Linked DNA regions of Mus musculus: regions 1 and 3 are each linked to region 2. The links are chromatin contacts, called in public ChIA-PET and promoter capture Hi-C maps. All regions are on one chromosome and are shown on one strand. The core of a region is the stretch at or near the end of the contact, and the rest is flanking DNA. Distances in the headings are between cores, read along the strand shown. Region 1 holds the start of Sec16a (SEC16 homolog A, endoplasmic reticulum export factor). Region 2 holds the start of Tmem141 (transmembrane protein 141). Region 3 holds the start of Gpsm1 (G-protein signalling modulator 1 (AGS3-like, C. elegans)).

Region 1 (2,700 bases), core at 188-2,687, 820 kb before region 2:
CAGCTGTCCCTTTAACATCTCTACCCTTGGGGGCCTGAGAGTGGAGACCTTGCATTTTATTATTTATTTATTTGTTTGTTTATTTATTTAGACGAGGCCTTGCTATTATTTAGCTCTAGCCATCCTAGGGTTGGGGTTGCTGCTTCTTTTTAGGGACTTAAAGTTGAGTCTACCATGTGTTCAGAAAGAGTTTGGAAACCTGGCTCTCTAAAGATAAATGTTAGCTTTACAGAGTGACCCACAGTGCCACGTCAGAGGACATGAAGCTGGCCCTCAGTTCTCCCGGCTATGCTTGCGTGTCTGAGCGCTGGCCAGCTCCACCACACTCCCTCCTTCCCTGCCTCTGGGTTCGCCACTGACCAGGCGGCTTCGCAGGGGCACCGCCTTCTCACGCTCTCTGGAGTACAGGTGAGGGAGCCAGGCCTGGTCACTTCCCCGATGACAGCACCCACCTTTTCCGGAGAGCCTCTGCTCCGACAGACAGACCTGCTGACATCCCTGGTCTAAGTCCAGCGTTCCGCCGTGGGCTTTAGGCCGCGCCCTGCCGGGAGGAGTCGCAATGGAGTTTGAAGGACTTGGCCTCCAGGCTCTGGCTTCTCTCCTCTAGCAAAGGTTGGAGGGGAATGGGGGTGGTGGTGGTGAGAGTTCCTACTAGCACCAGGAAAGGCATTTGCTTAATCACGCGAACTGCGCCGGGCAGGCTCCAGCAAAGAGCCGTAGCCAAGCAACGGGTACAGCTCCGCGCACGCGCCTGTCCAGCCCGCAGAAGTCGACCGCCTAGCTACTCGAGCAGGGTGGCGCACGCGTAGTCGCCCCCGCCGGCAACCAAGAGAACCCAACGGAAAAATGGGGAGGGGGCAAGCGAGAGGGCCCGCTGGGGCTCTGGACTCAGCGGAACTTCTGGCTTTGGTTTTTCAAGACTGATTCTCCCCGGGGATCTGGATTGAAGAATCCTGTCCAGTCAAATCCTAGAACAGGAAGACTGTAGGACAGAACCAGCGTAACCAGGGCGACGTGAAGAGGCGGGGCCCGCGCTCCTGGCTCCGCAAGTGGGTGAGGGCGGGGCCACGGGGGTGGAGCTGTAAGTGACTGACGCAAGAGGGGCGGGCCTATGGGTGGGACGAAGAGATGAGGCGGCAAAAGACTGGAGACGAACGAAAGGCGGAGTCAAAAGGGACACTACGAAAGGCTCTTAAGGGGAATGGGCGGGGCAGCTCCTGGGGGGCGGAACAAAAGGATGAAGCAGTGCAAAACTGGACGGGAGAGGGGGCGGAGCCCAAGGGGGCGTGGTATGATTGACGCGCCGAAGACGTGTACGGAGCGCGGCCAAGAGGGCCGGGCAGGGGGGGCGGGGCAATGGGTGAAGCAGCGAAAGACTGGAAGAAGCAAGAGGAGGGGCAATTAAGGGGCGGGGCGCGCTGACGTCTCCTTCGGACACGTCGGCGGCGGCACCTGGAGCCGGATGTGCCAAGATGGCTGCGGCTGCTGCTGGGAACGCGCTAGTTCCCCCTACTGCCGCCGCCGTCGCCGGCTGGGTTTCAGTTCGCGGCGCCTGAGAAGCCAACCACAGCTCACAGGGTGAGGGCTGAGTGTATGGAGCACGGTGGAGGCCCGAGGGTGGGCGAGGCTGCGGAGGCCAAGCAGGCTCAGTGAGCATCGGGCCTAGCCCGGAGTGGCGAGCGCATTTAAAGAGACACAGTCAGGCCTGGGGAGAACGACAGTACCGGGCCGCCTGGTGCTGAGACACCGGACAGGTTACGGGCCGTGTCGCCTTGGTGGGTTGTCTAAGGGGCTCGTGGTTTCCCAGACCTGACGGGAGACAGATACCTGGTCAGGGCTTCGGGAACTGGTTGGCCGCTGGGGAAGGTGTGTTAACATGGCCAGACTGTGACACCTCCGAGGAAGCCCGCAACTCATTTAAAACGAAGAAAGTGCAGGAAATTGCCAAGCTTGACTTTTGCTGGGTTCTGAAGATATTTGATTCTCGTTGGCTCGAAGACTTCCTCAGAAGTTGATGATCATGGGACACATTTTCATTTGAAACAGGGAGTAGCAGCGTTTATTTGTAATCTCTTGGCCGGCGGAGCAGGATGTCGCAAGGGAGGTCGTGATTTGTTTTTTACCAAGGTGTAGAAAAATGTCGGCTTGGCTGTGGAGCGTCCTGTAGATAACTCTGGCTGTTGTGCTTACACAGGTTTTTAAATGGCATGTAGGATGGTCGCGCACTGAAGGAAAGATTTCCTTTCAAAAGTGTTGACTAGAGGCGTTTTCCATTCTGAGTTTGGCAGTAAGAAACAGCAGACTCACAGATTACTGTTCCTTCAGGTCCTTTTGCAAGGTGCAGCACAGTGCAGCTTCCTTACACGTTGTCCACGTTCCCTTCCTAGGGTTTCAGTGCTCATGTCTTGCAGATTTTGGTATCCCGTCTTGCTTTTATAAGCAAACATGAATGTCCATGTTTCCTGTGTGTCTTCCTCACATAGTGTATAGCTTTTTCTCTTCTGCAAATGCCTTCTTCAACATTTAAAGGGTTCCGGCTCAGATTTTGACTTAGAAGGGAGGTGTTTATCTTGTCTGTCTGATAAGAGTATCACAGACAGTCACCATGGGGGAGATTGTTGGCGAGTGGAGCTCACTAATGTTCTTGGGTTCCCCTGTGTTCTACAGTTTACAGCTGTTAAGGCTGGCAGTGAAAGGATC
Region 2 (2,700 bases), core at 200-2,699:
CCTAGATACCCCGGGGCTCCCAAGAATCCTGAAGGGAACAGGCACTGACTGGGAATCCCTGTAGAGCCCCTTCTTCATGACTCTTCCACTGTTTGGTACCAGCTAATGCCAGATGGCAACACTTGTGGGGCTTTTTTACTTTTAGAAGTATCTGTGTTGCTCTAGATTTTATTTGAAATATTATTTAATTAATAAGCAATAATCAACCTTTTAAAAAAAACTTTTCATTTCCTGTGTGTGTGTGTGTTGCCTGCATATATGTCTGTGTAGCACATGTACCTACTACCTGTGGAAGCCAAACAAGGAGAGTGGATCTCTGGGACTGAAGCTACAAACGGTTATGAGCTGCATGAGAGCCCTGGAAATAGAGAGAGCACTCTTAACTGCCAAGCCATCTCTCTAAGCACCCAATTATCATCTTGAAAGAAGGAAAAGAAGAAGGAAGGAAGGAAGGAAGGAAGGAAGGAAGGGAAGGGAAGGAAGGAAAGGAAGGAAGGAAGGAAGGAAGGAAGGAAGGAAGGAAGGAAAAGGAAGGAAGGAAAGGAAAGGAAAGGAAAGGAAAGGAAAGGAAAGGAAAGGAAAGGAAAGGAAAGGAGGAAGGAAGGGAAAGGAAGGGAAGGGAAGGGAAGGGAAGGGAAGGGAAGGGAAGGGAAGGGAAGGGAAGGGAAGGGAAGGGAAGGGAGGAAAGGAAGGAAGGAAGGAAACGAAATGTGTATCTGGGTATGGTGGCACATGCCTTTAGGCCCAGTACTTGGGAAGCAAAAAAAGGCAAATCTCTGAGTTGGAAGCCAGACTGCCCTACAGAGCAAGTTGGACAGCCAGGGCTAAGCAGAGAACCCTTTTCTTAAAGAAAAGAGGGGAGGGGGAAGAAGAGAAAGAAGCGGGGAGTGGAGGAAGAGGGCGAGGAACTCTGTGAACTTTTCCATAGGACCCCATGCCCTGACACCAAAAAAGGGTTCGAGTGAACTTCTGGAATTCTGTTGTGCCTTTCAGAGAGAGAACCCTTAACTGTAGTCTTAAAGTCCCATCTCATGTAGTAAGAACAATCAATGTGGGGGCTGGAGAGATGGCTCGGTGGCTAAGAGCTCGGACTGCTCTTCCTAAGGTCCTGAGTTCAAATCCCAGAAACCACATGGTGGCTCACAACCATCTGTAATGAGATGTGACTCCCTGAAGACAGCTACAGTGTACTTACATATAATAAATCTAAAACAAAAACAAAAACAATCAATGTGCTCTATGAGTATGAAAATGAGGGGTGAGGAAAGTTAGGCCTGGTTCGAGGTCACAAAACCCCCAATTTCAACTGCTCTGTCACGCCCATCAGAAGCTCGCGGTTATAGGTCCCGCCCCCTAAGCCGGACAGAGCTTGACTGTCTCTGCTACGTTCTGCGTTCTGCGCAGGCCCGAGTCTTGAGCCCCGCCCCGCCCCCCAAGTCCTCCCTGGCAGAACCTGACCAACCATGGTGAATCTGGGCTTGTCCCGTGTGGATGACGCCGTGGCCGCCAGGCACCCGGTGAGAAGGCTAGCCTGGGGGCCAGAGAGCTGACCCTACGATGCTGACCTGAGGCAAAGTAGAGGCAGGGGAAGCCCTGTCAGGGAGTGGAGGAGTGGGGGAACCCTCCTGACTTAGGGATAGGGCACGCTAAATGGGTTTAGGGGAGGGTGGAATATATCCATTCTCCCTCGCCAAGGCCAGGTCGTGGCTAAAGGAGAAGCAGGAGGCGAGGAAAGAGAACTGAGCCACGAACACCTTCCCCGCCCCCTAATCCCAGGGACTCGAGGAATTTGCTGCCTGCCAGTCGCACGCCTTCATGAAGGGCGTTTTCACTTTTGTCACAGGTAAGAGGTCTTGGGGAGCAAAAGAATTCCTTAAAGGGGTAAAAATGTAACCTTTCGTCCCACCCTGTCTGTCCAGCAGGCGGCGCCAAGTCATCCTGCCTGCAGGTGCAGCAGGTACCCTGACCAGCACTTTGCTTGGCTCTTGGCAGGCACTGGTGCGACTTTTGGCCTGCTGATGTTCATTAAGAGGAAGTTTCCATACCCTGTGCAGTGGAGCTTCCTAGTGTCTGCCAGTGAGTACTCCACGGTGGGTGCCTAGGCCCTGAAATGCATCCATTACCAGTGACTCTACAGTGTTGGTGTGTTTCCAATAAAACCCTGACTGCGATCCAACCTGTTTGGGCTGCAGCCTACCCACCCTGTCTGCCCAGAACTAGCTTGTGCCAGGTCCCCTTCTGAAAAGTGCACCCACCCTCCTGCTTCCTGTTCTCCAGTTGCAGGATCTGTGGCCAGCTACAGAGTGACAAGTATGGAGTGTCAGAAATGCAGCAATCTCTGGCTCTTCCTGGAGACCGGGCAGCTCCCCAAAGACATAAGCACAGGTGAGAGGGGCCCAGAGGGACAGCTAGCAGTTTCAGGAAGGCAAGCCCACAAGACTCAAAAGACGGACTGAAGCCTTTCGATCTAGCCAGTCCTACTTCCCCCCGGAGAGGCTGGGGCTAGAAGCAAGCATAACAAAGATTGAGCAGTGCATTCCCAGAAGGAATATCCAAAAATTATGGTGACCCTGAGACAGAGGGAAGGGCCTTGTAAGGTGTGGGGCAGGACACAGCAGCTACACAGACAACTCAGGAAAAAAAGTGTCCAGGGCTGTGACCCTGAATCTGATACCAAGATGGTGACCTCAGGCCTGCCCA
Region 3 (2,700 bases), core at 47-2,546, 690 kb before region 2:
TCTCACAGGGGTGGCTGGCCCTGAGTTAAATGTGACCCCACAGAGCCTCTGCTCCCAGGGGACTCCAAGAAGCTGCTAGCAAACCTCTTACCCTTGCACTAGAACTTGGAGGAGGGTGTGGGGCTCAGGCATGATCTTCAACACCACACAATGGGGACACTGTCTCTGAGCTGCAGCATTAGAACACTGTATTAGAACGGGACGGCAAGGATCTGTTCGCCAGGCACCAAGCCCTCATTTTGCTCTTTGGGGGTACTAGGCAGAGCTTGGCTAGCTGATGAACCACCCCACTTGAGTAGATTTCTTCAGGGTTGACCCCTAACAGGGAGACCCCAGATATGGGGAAGGGCTAGACGAGGTGGGGGCCAGAAGCTAACTGAAGGATGCTGGGCCTTCCTTTAGGTCTGATGACAGCCCCTGCCCAGAACTCAGGCCGGTCCAGCTCAACCTGAAGCCAGAGTGAACTGACAGCTCTGGTCCACTTCTGGGATCAGCATCTCACCGGAGAACACCCTCATCCATCAAAAGGGAGTCACCAGGGAGGCATGGAGCCAGGGGCAGGACTATCCTGTCATTCCCAGTGGGCGGGCACACAGCACAGACCGCTCGATCACCTGTGAACCTGCCTGGAAGGCAAATGCCTTTGTAGGGAAGCACACACCCACTTGCCTGGCTCAGGCCCAGCTCCTTCTGGCCTAGGGCTGGGGATAGCTAGTGAAGGCAGGGCCCCATCATGACAGCCTGGGTCGTGGCCATGCTACACCAACACCGGGTCACGGCAGTGTCAGGCTTGAGAAGAGAACTCCAGATAACGAAGACTGGCATCCATGCTACTCAGGGTCCCGCAGAGCCGGGTGGTGGAGTGCCCGCCCCGTAAGCCCTTTTGGCATCAGGACAGGGTTGCAGGCAGAACCCAGTCCCAACCCCTCTACCGCGAAACTGATCTTTGGGCCCTGGGCCCCGCGCCCCCACCGCTCCCTACGCAGATCCAGGGAGGCGCGTCCCCGGCCACGTTGCGCGTCGCCGCAGCAGCCTTTGTTCTGGGCCGGCAGCCTCCCGCCCGCGTCTGCCGCTCAGGTCCCCGTTCCCATCCCGGTCCTTGAACTACCTGGAGTAGAGGCGCCTGGAGGCCGGGCCCGGGAGCTCCTCGGCCACGGGCGGGGCCGGGCTCGCCATGAGTCGGGGACGCGCCGAGCAGGAGCACCGCCCCGCTCTGCGGCCGTCCGCCTGCCGATCTGCCCGCCTGTCCGCGCGTCCGTCCGCCTGTCCGCGCGTCCGCGGGAGACGCCGAGGAAGTGATGTGCTGGGGTGCCGCCGCCCCTCCCGCCAGAGCTGTGATGTCACCGCCGCCAGGCGGAGGGAGGGTGGGGAGGGGCAGGCGCCCACCGGCCACCACTGCGGCGGTCCCGCCTACCGTGGGGTGGGCGGGGCTCTGTCTTTGAGGTCCAGTGCAAGGAGAGTCCTGCTCTAGTGTGGACAATGCTGTGTTTCCTTTTCTTTGGGGGGGAAGCCCTGCTAAGCCTGGAGTTTAGTGCTTTTTCTTACACACACACACACACACACACACACACACACACACACACACACACACGAGAGTTTGCTGTCACACACACATCCTGTTCCTTTCCTGTCACCTCTTGTGGGGTACAGGCCATGCAGATGCTCCTGGGGCTAAGGAGAAAACAGGTCTTCCTAGATGGAGTCAGGGTGGGAGGATGCTGTCCAGCCCTAGGCAAGTCTCTACCTTCCTAGGGCTTTCACCACCAGATTTCATGTTGAATTTCATCTGTGAAATGCAAGCGTTTGGAAAACATACTGGAAGAACACCAGGAGCCCACGTGGGAGGCTGGCCGTTGCTCATTCATCTGCCTACCCTCCTCTGAGTTCTCCCAGGACCCTGAGGATCTGAACCTCGGAGTGATCTTTCTTCATCCAACTTGAGTAGCCTTGGAGCCTTCACCTCAGCCAACCCCCAGCCAGCCACAGGGCACCATCTGGACAGCCAGTTCCATTGGGACTCACCCAGGTCTCTGCTCTTCTCTCCAGGCCACTCTAAATCTTCTTGAAAACGTAGCTGTGACCCTCAGTGGAACAGGAACATGTCAGGGTGCAGACTATGGCAGTGTCCTTGGCAGTTTTTCTGCACCCCTGGACCCTGGTCTGAAGAGGGACACCATGCCAAGGTCACCCCAGACAGACCCTGCAGACGCAGCCCACAGTACAGTGGCTTCAGGCGGAGAAAAATGGCAACAAAAACAAACACAAGATAAAACTGGGCTGTTGGCCCTGAGCTAGTTTGTTTTCCTAGGAAGGAGCAGGAGCGAGCAATGAGAACCATCTGTGCCTGGGGCGAGGCGCAAGCTTGCTGCTGTCCCCACACCTCCCCCTAAGACCACAGGAGCCAGGGCTTGCTCTCTCTTGGCTAAGGCAGAGTGTGTGTTATGGCTGGCCAGGCACCACCCACGTTTGCTGAAGTCTCGGGCCTGGTCCCTAGCAGACCCTGGCTCTGGAATGCAGGCGCTTCCTGGTTGCCTTCAAAGGATACAACATACACATGGAGGCTGCTATGACCCACTTGGTGTCAGACTGGGCTTAGATTCCCAGGCCTTGGTTTTAGGAGGCCCTTAGAGACATACTGCAGCAATACAAGCCCCTGCGGGCCCCCAGCTTTGCCAAGGACCAAACCAATGAGCCCCATAT

What was found. Promoter capture Hi-C pulls out the DNA fragments that hold promoters and counts their contacts. ChIA-PET counts read pairs in DNA pulled down with a chosen protein or histone mark.
Region 1: an RNA polymerase II ChIA-PET map of memory CD8 T cells shows a contact between it and region 2, with 6 read pairs. The contact joins the promoter of Sec16a here to the promoter of Tmem141 in region 2. A contact is called at or near these places in 2 of 39 promoter capture datasets (both in liver) and 2 of 115 datasets of contacts at active chromatin or transcription factors (memory CD8 T cells and pancreatic cancer cells).
Region 3: a contact with region 2 is called in a promoter capture Hi-C map of embryonic stem cells. The contact joins the promoter of Gpsm1 here to the promoter of Tmem141 in region 2. A contact is called at or near these places in 2 of 39 promoter capture datasets (embryonic stem cells and hematopoietic stem and progenitor cells) and 1 of 115 datasets of contacts at active chromatin or transcription factors (large pre-B cells).

The regions. Positions count from the first base shown.
Region 1 is chr2:26,443,953-26,446,652 of GRCm38.p6, reverse strand. It overlaps Sec16a (SEC16 homolog A, endoplasmic reticulum export factor), which reads left to right and starts at 1,437. Exons shown (of 30, transcript NM_153125.2): 1 at 1,437-1,578. It overlaps 0610009E02Rik (RIKEN cDNA 0610009E02 gene), which reads right to left and starts at 729. Exons shown (of 3, transcript NR_152209.1): 1 at 453-729.
Region 2 is chr2:25,620,751-25,623,450 of GRCm38.p6, reverse strand. Tmem141 (transmembrane protein 141) reads left to right here and starts at 1,449. Exons shown (of 5, transcript NM_001040130.3): 1 at 1,449-1,517; 2 at 1,777-1,843; 3 at 1,993-2,076; 4 at 2,278-2,385. The coding sequence starts at 1,464. The region is part of intron 5 of Fcnaos (a long non-coding RNA gene); the gene reads right to left.
Region 3 is chr2:26,314,129-26,316,828 of GRCm38.p6, reverse strand. Gpsm1 (G-protein signalling modulator 1 (AGS3-like, C. elegans)) reads right to left here and starts at 1,296. Exons shown (of 14, transcript NM_153410.5): 1 at 1,109-1,296. The coding sequence starts at 1,176. It overlaps Gm52505 (a long non-coding RNA gene), which reads left to right. Exons shown (of 2, transcript XR_003953775.1): 2 at 403-1,480.